Regions from separate parts of the Mus musculus genome. Here regions 2, 3 and 4 are each linked to region 1. Evidence: chromatin contacts called from public promoter capture Hi-C data. All regions are on one chromosome and are shown on one strand. Each heading gives the region's core, a stretch centred on a gene start, on an enhancer-like site or on the middle of the called end of the contact. The rest is flanking DNA. Distances are from core to core; before and after follow the strand shown. Region 1 holds the start of Polr2c (polymerase (RNA) II (DNA directed) polypeptide C). Region 2 holds the start of Ogfod1 (2-oxoglutarate and iron-dependent oxygenase domain containing 1). Region 3 holds the start of Gins3 (GINS complex subunit 3 (Psf3 homolog)). Region 4 holds the start of Slc12a3 (solute carrier family 12, member 3).

Evidence for each region. Promoter capture Hi-C pulls out the DNA fragments that hold promoters and counts their contacts. Capture Hi-C pulls out chosen DNA fragments and counts their contacts.
Region 2: a promoter capture Hi-C map of liver shows a contact between it and region 1, with 3 times the contacts expected there. The contact joins the promoter of Ogfod1 here to the promoter of Polr2c in region 1. A contact is called at or near these places in 2 of 39 promoter capture datasets (liver and pre-B cells) and 1 of 484 Hi-C or Micro-C datasets (CD4 T cells).
Region 3: a contact with region 1 is called in a promoter capture Hi-C map of adipose tissue. The contact joins the promoter of Gins3 here to the promoter of Polr2c in region 1. A contact is called at or near these places in 1 of 39 promoter capture datasets (liver) and 1 of 9 other capture datasets (adipose tissue).
Region 4: a contact with region 1 is called in a promoter capture Hi-C map of embryonic stem cells, with 2.7 times the contacts expected there. The contact joins the promoter of Slc12a3 here to the promoter of Polr2c in region 1. A contact is called at or near these places in 6 of 39 promoter capture datasets (the C10 cell line, embryonic stem cells, hippocampal neurons and 3 more) and 3 of 9 other capture datasets (adipose tissue, liver and pancreatic islet).

The regions. Positions count from the first base shown.
Region 1 is chr8:94,855,978-94,858,797 of GRCm38.p6, forward strand. It overlaps Polr2c (polymerase (RNA) II (DNA directed) polypeptide C), which reads left to right and starts at 1,473. Exons shown (of 9, transcript NM_009090.5): 1 at 1,473-1,664; 2 at 1,770-1,819. The coding sequence starts at 1,579.
Region 2 is chr8:94,035,816-94,038,635 of GRCm38.p6, forward strand. It overlaps Ogfod1 (2-oxoglutarate and iron-dependent oxygenase domain containing 1), which reads left to right and starts at 1,383. Exons shown (of 13, transcript NM_177767.4): 1 at 1,383-1,627. The coding sequence starts at 1,474. It overlaps Nudt21 (nudix (nucleoside diphosphate linked moiety X)-type motif 21), which reads right to left and starts at 1,224. Exons shown (of 7, transcript NM_026623.3): 1 at 962-1,224. The coding sequence starts at 1,077.
Region 3 is chr8:95,632,206-95,635,025 of GRCm38.p6, forward strand. It overlaps Gins3 (GINS complex subunit 3 (Psf3 homolog)), which reads left to right and starts at 1,354. Exons shown (of 3, transcript NM_030198.3): 1 at 1,354-1,578. The coding sequence starts at 1,393.
Region 4 is chr8:94,327,767-94,330,586 of GRCm38.p6, forward strand. Slc12a3 (solute carrier family 12, member 3) reads left to right here and starts at 1,442. Exons shown (of 25, transcript NM_001205311.1): 1 at 1,442-1,747; 2 at 2,611-2,757. The coding sequence starts at 1,472. It also overlaps a transcript of Nup93 not described here.

The DNA.
Region 1 (2,820 bases), core at 223-2,722:
TTGTTGAGTATACGTTGGGGACCTTTGAGGTGGCTCAGTGGGTAAGAGCACTTGCAGTCAGGCCTGGCATCCTTCCACACACGTGATGTATTGGTACCATTACATACATACACATATAAAATAGAAATACATTTAAAAAAAAATTTTAAAAAAAGCCAGGCGTGGTGGCACACACCTTTAATCCCAGCACTTGGGAGGCAGAGGCAGAGGCAGGCGGATTTCTGAGTTCGAGGCCAGCCTGGTCTACAAAGTGAGTTCCAGGACAGCCAGAGCTATACAGAGAAACCCTGTCTTGAAAAACAAAAACAAAAACAAACAAACAAAAAAACATGGGTTTTGTTTTTCTTGTGTATGCATTACAGTACTCTCTCTGACATTAGCTCGGATGTGGGTCTCTTGTTTGCTTCTTTGTGTGTTATCTAACTGTCCTGAGAGCATCCAGGGGATTCTTCTCTCCATCTTCCTACTCACAGGAGCCTAAGATTAGACTCTTGCATTACCATGCCTCTTTACAGGTGTTCTGAGAATTTGACCTTGTGTCCTTGCACATCAGGGTTTGGCTTCGCACCCTGGAACAAGTGACTGAGGTGCATATTTTACCCGTCAAAGCAGACCTGGCCTCCAGGTTCTCCCAGCATCCTTCAGTCCCCACCTGGCATGCTCTGCCTCCACCCTGAACTTTCCAGCCCAGAGGCTGGGCTGCCCTTCCCCAAGAGGTTCTTCCCTATAGAATCCAGACATTTTGCTCTTGCTCTCTGGATCGATCTATCTCCCTCCCCCTGCCCCAGGCCCTTTCTCTTCTCCCTCTCTGCCCTTCCCATGGCGGTTCCCCGGCCTCTGTTCTTAAGGCCAGTGAACTCACCTGAGAGCAGCTTCCCAATAAACCTGCCTTTTAATATATTCTAATCTGTCTTGAATTGGCTCATTTTACCAGCAGAGAAATAACCTATCAGTCGTCTTGCATGCTTGAGTCACCTCCCTAGCCATTTTGTTCATGTATAGATGTACAACTTTTTAATGGTTTTTTTTAAGGTTTCATTGTATTCCTATGTATTTTAAAAATTATTTTTATGTATAAGGATGTTTTGCTTGCATGTATATTTGTGCACCATGTGAATACCTGGTGCCCTCAGATACCAGGAGAGAGTTTCCTCAGAAACTGAAGCTAAAGATGTTAGGCATCATATGGGTGCTGGGAATACAATCCAAGTCTTACATAAGAACAGCCAGTGCTCTTATCCCCAATGCCGTATCTCCAGCCCCGTATGTAAGTTTAACCAAGTCTCTATCGATCATTGCCTAATGCGTTATTTTTAGCAGTTATAAATAACGTTGGCATGAATGACCCTGTACATTTAATTTTTGTGCTGTATATCTTGGGGATTTCAAGAGTATAGGACCAATGCATTTTGGCGCCGGTGTGGTTAGAAAACACAGGCCAGGAGAGTTCCGGCCTCCGGTCAGCAGGTGGCGCTGCGCCCGCGACTAGCCGGAAGCGCCGATTGCCCCGCCGACAAACTGCTGGTGGCCGCGCAGGCGCGCTGTGCGGCTGGCGCGGGAGCCTGGCGGAGGGTCGCGATGCCGTACGCCAACCAGCCAACAGTGCGGATCACGGAACTCACCGAAGAGAACGTCAAGTTCATTATCGAGAACACGGACCTGGCGTAAGGCGGCGAGGGGAGAGGCGGGCGGGCGGCCGGGTCCTCGAGCTCCTGACCCCGGGGCTGTGGCTTCGGGGCCGCTCACACCGCCTGTCTTTCCTCCTGTAGGGTGGCCAATTCCATTCGGAGGGTCTTCATCGCAGAGGTGCCCATAATAGGTAAGCGACCGTCCCTGGGAGCCCGTGCCGCCCACCCTCCGCCCGGGGTGGGGGCTGAGAACACTGCGGTGCTGTACGCTGGGCTGGGGCAGCCTAGGCCCGCCTTGGTGCGTGCCTTGCTCAGCTGCGGGTTTCCCAGTACTGTTCGTCTACCCCAAAGCAACAGAAATCAAAACCAAGCACTGTTAAACAGCGGAGGGCTGCAGCCTCCTCATCCGGGCGGTGTAGATGCTAGGCGTCGTTAGCAGGTGATGCAGCGATTGCCGAAGTAGTGTAGATGATGCGCTTTTGCTTTGACGTCAGTGTTCGCTACTGGCTGGTGTCTTTTGAACATATATGCTGATTTTACAAAATCATGGGCTTCGTTATGTAGTTTGAAATCTACACACACAGAGTGTACCTGGTCTCTCCCATCCTTCCAGATAGTACCCTGCTATACTTTCTTGTCGTCTCCCCCTATCTTTTTGAAAACCTTTATTTACATATATGTGTCTATCTCTGGGCTCGAGTACCGGAGTTCATGTGTAGAGGTCAGAGTACAGCTTGTAGGAGGGATTCTCTTCTCCCACCATATGGGGCCCAGGATTGAACTCCTTAAGGCTTGACAACAAAAAGTATCTTGCACATCTTGCAGGCTCCGAACTTTCTCTTTATTAAAGAGAGAAAGAGAAAAAGAGAGAGATTCCACATGAGAGAAAGCATGTGTTATAAAGATTTTCTAATTTTGTTTGTTTGTTTGTTTTTCAAGACAGGGTTTCTCTGTGTAGCCCTGGCTGTCCTGGAACTCACTTTGTAGACCAGGCTGGCCTGGAACTCAGAAATCTGCCTGCCTCTGCCTCTGCCTCCCAAGAGCTGGGATTAAAGGCGTGCACCACCACTGCCCGGCTTAAGATTTTCTTTAACAAACAACATACTTTTGTTCCTTATTGTTGAAGTGTGTGTGTGTGTGTGTGTGTGTGTGTGAGAGAGAGACAGACAGACAGACAGACTTCGGTTTTTTG
Region 2 (2,820 bases), core at 133-2,632, 820 kb before region 1:
AGTAGTAGTTGTTCTTGAGAACAGTTCTCAAGAGCTCAACAAGTTTTCAACTTCATGTCACATTTAGTTTTAGGAGGAATGGTTTATTTACTTGAATATGAGAGATTTGTTTATTTATTTGAATATGAAAGGTGAGTCACTAAAATGACTTACACAAACCCCACTCTCAGCAATGTCTTGCACATTTTAAACAAATAACCAGTCTAAACTGGACACTTTTTTCCCATTAGAATCAGCTCCACACTAGGGAATGAGGTACCAAACATTATAAGCTATATCCCAATCTCAATTTCTTGCCACAACAAAATTTTGTTTGAGTGATCCCGAAATGCAATCATCTGCTTAAGACAAAGGTTTGTTGAAAACAAAACAGCCTGCAAACAGGCTGTCGGGACAACATGTAAGGTACCTCCGACCTCTGAAAGTACAACCAGACAACAGAGTGTGTCCTCGCAATTTTAGGTCTACTGGGAGTCTGCAATGATACTGTATGTTGGCACTTTGGTAGACAAGACATACAAATGCAAAAAGGTAGACCAAACAGCGCGAAAATTAATAAAATGTGGCCACTGGATGGAACACTACCCAACATTTAAAGGGGGAAAAAAAAAAACTAGGATGTCAGAGGTTAATCTGGAAAAGTTACTGTAAAAGAAATGTACACCCTACAAAACTGAGAATTGTTCAAATAAACACAAATACATGTGCGATGAAACAACCAGCAACGGATTGAAAGGATACACACATTATGAATTCAAAGCAAACGCAGGTTCTAACCATGGCTGAATGAAGGGAAAGGGGGAAACGAACCTCGCTTTTAAAATAGGAAAACTGCCAAGTCGGGGTCGAGAAACAGGTCTAGGAAAGAAAGCGCGCATCCCGGAAGGGACAACCCGCATCCGGCGTGAGGGAGGAGCGCGCACTGGGAGAGCATCAACGGCCGAGGCCGCGCCGCACTTACAGATTAATGGTGCGCTCCAGGGTGAGGGGCTTGGTCTGCTGGATGTACTTGTTGCCGAACTGGTTGACCCCCCGGGGCCAGCCCGTCTGCGAGCGATTGGGCGGCACCACAGACATGCTGAACAGCTCCGACGCCGGGGACGTGCAGAAAGCGGGGGCCCGGGGAGACGTCCGCGGGGCGGGCAGCGGTTATCTGCGTCCCGCTCAGCAGCCACCACCCGCCATTAACAGTCGAGAGCAAGAGGCGCGGAACACACGCCGGAAGTGAATACGCTCCGGAGGCAGGAAGTTGGGAGGCAGGCCACTGCGACCATTTGACCAATTGCTGGCGGCGTGACGCAATATGTTGATCTCCCATTGGTTATTTTTGTGGAGATCCCGCCTCCCTGTGCTTTACTGCCTTTCCATTGGGTAATGCTGGTGAAATAAGGAAAGAGGGTTTTCGGGAACTGTAGTTTCTGGAGGGAAGTAGCGTCCTGACTTCCTTGGCGTGGGTCTGTGCACCGTGAGAAGATGAACGGGAAGCGGCCGGCGGATCCTGGCCCAGCGCGGCCAATGAAGAAGGGAAAGAAGCAGGTATCGGCAGAGTTTTCGGACGCTGTCACTGAAGAAATCCTGAGGAAGCAGGTGGCTGAGGCCTGGAGCTGCCGGACACCGTTCAGCCATGGTAATGGGGTGCTGTAGGGAGGCGCGGCAGCAAGAGGTGTGGGGAGGATCGCAGCCACCTCCGACCCGGGCGCTGACTGCTGCTCGGTTCATTCCATATTCTGCTTGATTTGGCAAGCCTGGGGAGGAAAATAAATATAAGCTCCGGACACTATGGGGAAGTGGGAGACATGTAGCCTGGGGGTTGAATTCTAGAATCAGAGGTCACTCAGAATCCCTCTGCTGATTGTACGTCATTGGGCAATGCATATAACTTTGCTTAAGGGCCAGTTTCTTCGTTTATAAAACGGAATCGTTAATAGTATTCCCCCTCCGAAAGATGGGATTGACAAACTAATGTTTGTAGACATTCATAAACGTTTCCTTGAGAACCGGTAAATAGCTAGCAAGCGAGGGTCACTCTCCGCTGTTACGTGGACTGTCTAACCCACGCTGGTGTTGAAAGCTGCCAGAGAAGCAAGCACCTGGATTTACCAGTTTTCACGTACCTTGTCGTTGGCCTAAGTGACGCACAAAACCAACATAATCTTGAAAGGAACGATCATTCCAGACATAGCTACAAGTTATTACCTTATACAATGTGACTCTGGCTGGGTGCGTCTTGAATTTTCTCAGACTTGCCGATTGTCTGTTTCATTTGAGTGTTTAAACAGGGGAACCCCTGGGCGCTCAGGACGCAGGCAGAAGATGATTACATAAAATGCAGGCTCCGGCTGCCCAGAGACTTCTCAGTTTCTTTGTCTGTTGCAAAGGCGTAGTGACTATATCATCGATTCCTCAGTTGTAGAGAATATAAATGAAATAATGCTTATAAGGCACCACTGGGTCAAGATTGGTTGTTATTCATAATCTAGTGGAAGTGAAATCAGTTAGAGGTTAAAAACCACCTGTTTTTTTTTTTTTTGTTTTGTTTTGTTTTGTTTTGTTTTTAAACCCAGAAATTTAGGGAAAGAAAGGGTGGTATTAAAGAGAAATAGCCAGCCAGTTTTGCTACTCTTATTATTTGTTTTACTTCGCTCTGGAGAGAATGAGTTAAGAATCTAAAATGTGGGGCTGGAGAGATGGTTCAGTGTTTAAGAGCACTGACTGTTCTTACAGAGGTCCTGAGTTCAATTCCCAGTAACCTCATGGCTCACAACATCTGTAATGGGATCCGATGCCCTCTTCTGGTCTGTCTGTAGAGAGTGACGGTAC
Region 3 (2,820 bases), core at 104-2,603, 780 kb after region 1:
GGACATGCCTAGCTCACACCCTGGGTCTGCTTCTGACCCGCTCTTGTCAACAAGCACATTAGTCATAATTGTTTTAGAGATAAGGCCTTGCCCTATAACCTGGTCTTGTTTCGACCCTGAGATCCTGTTGCCTTGGCTTCCCCAGTCCAGGGATTCTAGGCATGTGCCAGCATGCTTGACATTATTGCAACTTTTTAAAGTAGCTGTCTGGAATAAAATGTCTTAAACTGACTAGAGCAATGGTTGTTAAAAGAAGAGGAATAAAAAGTAAAGAAAGTGGTGTAAATACTTCAAGCATTCATGTGATACAAGTGTTTTTGGCAAGAAAAAGCAAGTGACTATTGCTTAGCATATGTAAAGTTCTAGTCCATATTTAGAAGGCTATTGCTTAAATGTAGTGAATTATGTAAATACATTAACAAATTATTTCATTCAAAACTAAAAAGGAATACAAAAGATGAAAGGCATGCTCGCCCCCTTTCCTGTGTTGCTCACAAACCACTACCTCAGGAATGCCCTCCTACAGTAGGTAAATTCGGTAGCAAATCTCGCAACAATCTGCCTCAACCTGTATTCATGTATGTACCGCCAAATCTAGGACCAAGCAACCAAGCAACCGTGGTCTTTCCTTTGTTCTCAGGTACTCTACCTGTGATCGCATTTGATATAGGAGCTCCCGCTTGCAGAGTGGCTGTGAAAAGACTAGGAAACTGGTCTAGTTTCCTCTTTCAGGAACCCAAACTGATCACCACACGAGGACTTTGCCAGTTGACAGTAGAGCAAGGCCCTGAACTTCAGATCTTCCAGCCATATATAAATCTACCACTCCATCTAGACTCCCACCCCACCTGAACCTACACCCGGCCAAAATACTACAAATAATTTGTAACTTAGCACACAGTTAAACATTTGGACTAGTGCTTGCGTTTTAGTTTCTTCTGTTGTTTTCAAAGACAATAATTAACCTACCAGTGAAAATGCAATAAAAGCGGGATTAATGAGGGCTGGAATACATAGTGTAAAATGATATTACTTGAATCCCCAAAGATGTTTTTAAATTCTATGTGTGTATTTAAAGGCTGCATGAACACAGTTCCGTTAGTACAGACACATGCTGTCCCTTCAATGATGTTCAAGCTTCATATACCTTCCCCAGCCTAGTCTACAAGCTGCAGGAGGACTTCCGGCCGACTCATCCAGGGCTTCCGCATTGGGCGGGGACACTGGACCCAATCTGTGACCTTATTGATTGCTTTTGCCTGAGCGGCCGCAGGCTCGCCGAAATCGACTGCTCGGGTCTGGCGAGTGCGGCGCGGGAAAGCGAGTTTGAAGCCGGCCCTAGTTCGCTGAGGTGGCGCGCCCTCCTCATCCCTGACTGTGCTGCGAGCTGCCATGTCCGAGGCGTATTTCCCAGTGGAGTCGGGCGCTCTGGGGCCGGAGGAGAACTTCCTGTCTTTGGACGACATCCTGATGTCGCAGGAGAAGCTGCCGGTGCGGGTCGAGACGCCCATGCCGCGCCTGGGAGCCTTCTTCCTGGAGCGGGGCGCGGGCTCCGAGCCGGACCATCCGCTCCCTCAGGTGAGGCGAGCCCGGCCGGGGCAGAGGTTTCCAAGATCTGGAGGCGGTGGGAGTCCTCGGGGGTCCCGGGAAGCTGCACAGCACTCGGAGGACTCTCCCGCCACCGATCTTAGTCTTCAAACTTTCCAAAGTCATTGGCTTTGGCTCCAGCCCATCATCTCAGGGTCTCTTGGTTCTATTCATGGTTTCCATAAAACTTATTTGAAGTTTCGAAGTCTGGGAACTGCAGATTGTCATGCGCACTCGGCACAATTATGACAGTGTCTGCAGCCTGTTTCCGAGGACCGACTGTCCATCAGGGGATGGGAGTCTGTGATGGGGGGATAAATTGTCATCTTCTCGCTTAGGCAATTCTACAAAGAGTGAGTACCTCAGCCAGGGTTCCACAGTAAGTCCGTGCTGGCTTAACCAAGGCAGTCCTCGGTAAAAGGTTGCTCATAACAATTTTCAGTGTCGCACTGAAAAATGGCAACTGCAGCTTCCCGTATTAAGCCTTTTGCCCTCCCATAAACCTAACAAAAGCTGGGTTAACAAAGCCAGGGTCCTCCAGTAAATGGTGAACTGGGATTCGAACCTTGGACTCTATGGCTTCAAGTACGAGTTTGTCCCAAGAGCGTAACTTGCAATGGTTACTTTCATTTCCCGTTAGGTCCTTTAAGTTTTGTTTGGAAGGGTATCAATTTTGTCTCTGTCTATTTCTAGGTACTTTTTCTCAAAGTAAAACACCACATTTTTACTTTTTCAACAACAGAAAGGCTCATTTTTGCTCCCTGGGCTGCTTCTCAACCTCACAGTCCTTTGTAAGTCGACTCTTCAGAGTCGACCGCCATGTTTTTGAAGAATATTCCAGGACTGGGGGTGAATCCTGGAGCGTTTCACATGCCAGGCAAGCATGCTACCACAGAGTTCTACCCCAAATGTCAACTTATTGGCTCCCCATTGTCATAGAGAAAGATTTAGGAGTCTTTTGTTTTTGTTTTTTTAATGTTTTTGAGACAGAGTTTCTCTGTGTAGCCTTGGCTGACATAAACTGGCTCTGTATACCAAGCTGGCCTCAGACTCAGCAATCCTTTTGCCTCTGCCTCCCTGATGCTGGGATTAAAGGTGTGTGTCACCACTGTATGGCTAGGATTTAGTTGAGCTCTTACACTCTACTGAACAAGATATCCTGCCGAGTTTGGGTCTTTTTTTCTTTTTCTTTTTTCCTTTTCTTTTTCTTTCTTTTTTCTTTTTTTGGTTTTT
Region 4 (2,820 bases), core at 192-2,691, 530 kb before region 1:
CCTTTCTTATGCTCTTTCTTCATGTTATACTGTACCCACGGGTACTTTTGTTTTTATGCATACATATATTTTTGGCTAGATTCCACAGGAGGGAGAGTGTGTGGTTTATTTCTGAAGTTGTATGATCTCACCTAATATTCATACTGAGACTGTCCATTTTCCCGAAAACATTTTAACTTGATAGCCAAGTAGCATGCATATATATAATTTATACTTATATAACTTATGTATACATGGTTTATACATATACATAGTTTTTTTTACCCATTCATTTGTTGATTGTCAAGGTCGATTCCAAATCTTTGTTATAGTCAATAAAGCAGCAAGAAGCATGTACCGTCGTCTCCTATTCTTGTAAGGGGCTGGGTCACCTCACTGGGAAGTAACTGAGAGCAAATTCAGGACATGTGTCTGGGAGGGCAGAGGGAGCGGGCTTTAGGGTAGCCCTAAGCCTCAGATGATTCAGGGAAACACTGGGTGGTTCCAGAGACAGGGCAGGATGCCAGGCTTTTGTGCCCCACAGCCATGGATTACTGAACGCCCAGCCTCTTAGGGAAAGATAGTTATGGGTGGGGCCATTAATGTAAGGGCTGACTCTGGGACCCCTCACAGCTACAAGTCCATTGCTTTCTTAGGACACATCCAACATCCACTAGTTCATCATCAAGACCCAGAGTGTCTTTCATACCCCAGGGCAATGCCCCTGCAATGGCTTAGGAGCCTTTGCTGACCAGATCTCCTACTTCATGGGAACAATGCATGGCTCCAGGGAGGGAAAGACCAGTTGCTCTGGGCTCCAAACTACAGCCCCGTAGGCCAGCCTGTGAATGTGTAGGTCAGGCTGCACTGTGCCTGTTTACCCTAGAGGCCAGTGGCCAGCACCAAGCTCTCAAGGTTTGTCAGTCAAGAGGTGGCTGCAGGTCTGGCTTGAGGCCACTAATCACAATGGCTTATGTATATTGAAATGTATCAGGAAAGACGCTGAGACTGTGAGGGATGGAGATCGGAAGGCAGACTTCCTTTTTTTTTATATGCATGTCCTAAGATGACATCCATTCAAACTAGTAAATAAAATGAAAGAAATACATTGTGCCCAACACGAGGACTGTTAACCTGCAGTGTAGGTAGGCACCTTGCAGCAGGCCTTCTCTGGGTCCTCTCTCATGTCTGCTGCTTCCTGGGTCCTAGCTGCAGAACCTCTGCTACCCTAGGCTTAGAAGGGCTACTGCAGGACTCAGGGATGTGGCCCTGGCTCTAGCCCAGCCCTCCTGCTCCAAATTGGCCCCTGTGTCAATGATCAGATAAATGGGGGCAGGACAGCAGTTGCTATGGCTCCGCCCCCCACCCTGGCAGAGACCCTGCTCACTTGCCATGGGCGGTCTGGACCAAGCTCCCGCCTCCTCCCAGCCTATAAAGCCACCCTCAGTGCCCTTGCCCACTCTTGTCCCCTCCTTTGATACCCAGAGCCATAATGGCAGAGCTCCCCGTGACAGAGCTGCCTGGCGATGCTCTGTGCAGTGGGCGCTTCACCATCAGCACACTGATGGGAGGCGATGAGCCCCCACCAGCTGCCTGTGACAGCAGCCAGCCCAGCCACTTAACACACGGCAGCACCTTATACATGCGCACCTTCGGTTACAACACCATAGACGTGGTGCCGGCCTACGAACACTATGCTAACAGCGCTCTGCCCGGTGAGCCCCGGAAGGTGCGGCCCACCCTGGCTGACCTGCATTCATTCCTCAAGGTAAGCAGAAGTTCAAAGACTGGCCGCTTCCTGGCTGGGTAACGTTGGCATGATTGCCCAACATGTTCTGTCATTCGTGTTGTGAAAATGACTGGGCATCTTCCTCTAGGGTCAAGACACCCAAATGAATAGTGGACAGAGGTGCCATGAAGCTTGGGGGCACAAGTAATACATATTGTCCAGGCACCGGCAGCACAATGATAGCATAGCCTGCTGCTTATACAAATGCAGGTTGCACACCGCTGGGAGAGACTGTGAGAGGGAGGGAGGGAGCATGGTGAGCCCTCTCAAATATTAGCTCATCGGCTTCGCTGTCTGGGAGGCTGGAGGGTCCAATCCCTGTCACCTCACGGTTTCACCAACAGTTGGATGTTCTAACCTCTAACACTCTTCCGTGTTTCAAAGCTTCCCTCTGAAGGGACCAAACAAGACCCCTTGTTTGAATAGGGATGCTGAGATAGGTACTGGGATGAAGGTCCCAGAGTAGGCTGCGGTTGGTAGGAATACGAAATAGAAGATGACCATGCTGGAGTCCAGGCCTGGGTTCAAGACTCTCTGTGTCAGAGACCTGGTGTGTGGCGTGTGACATACTGCTTCACCTCCCATCCCGTGTCACTTCTCAGACTGCAGGCTTGTCAGACTCCAGCCCTCTGCCCTAGAGGGGAGGAGCCTCCCGGAGCAGAAGCATTCTGAATGCTCAGCTTGCTTGCTCTCTCTGGTGTTTCTCCAAGCTTCGAGTAGCATTGTACCCAGGAAGCTGTCCAAGGGCTGCCTGTGTGGCAAAGTGGGGCAGGCAAGACTGAATACAGACACCCAGCCCCTAACCCCCATTGCCTGACTCCTATTGGTCTCTGGGCCCCCAGCAGGAAGGTAGCCACCTGCATGCCCTGGCCTTTGATGGACGGCAAGGTCGTGAGCTGACTGATGGACTTGTGGAAGATGAGACAGGCACCAACAGTGAGAAGAGCCCTGGAGAACCTGTTCGCTTCGGCTGGGTCAAGGGGGTGATGGTGAGTGGCTGTGGCCCGGAGCTTGATGTCTAGACAGGGTGGGGGTAGAGCCCCATTCAGCCT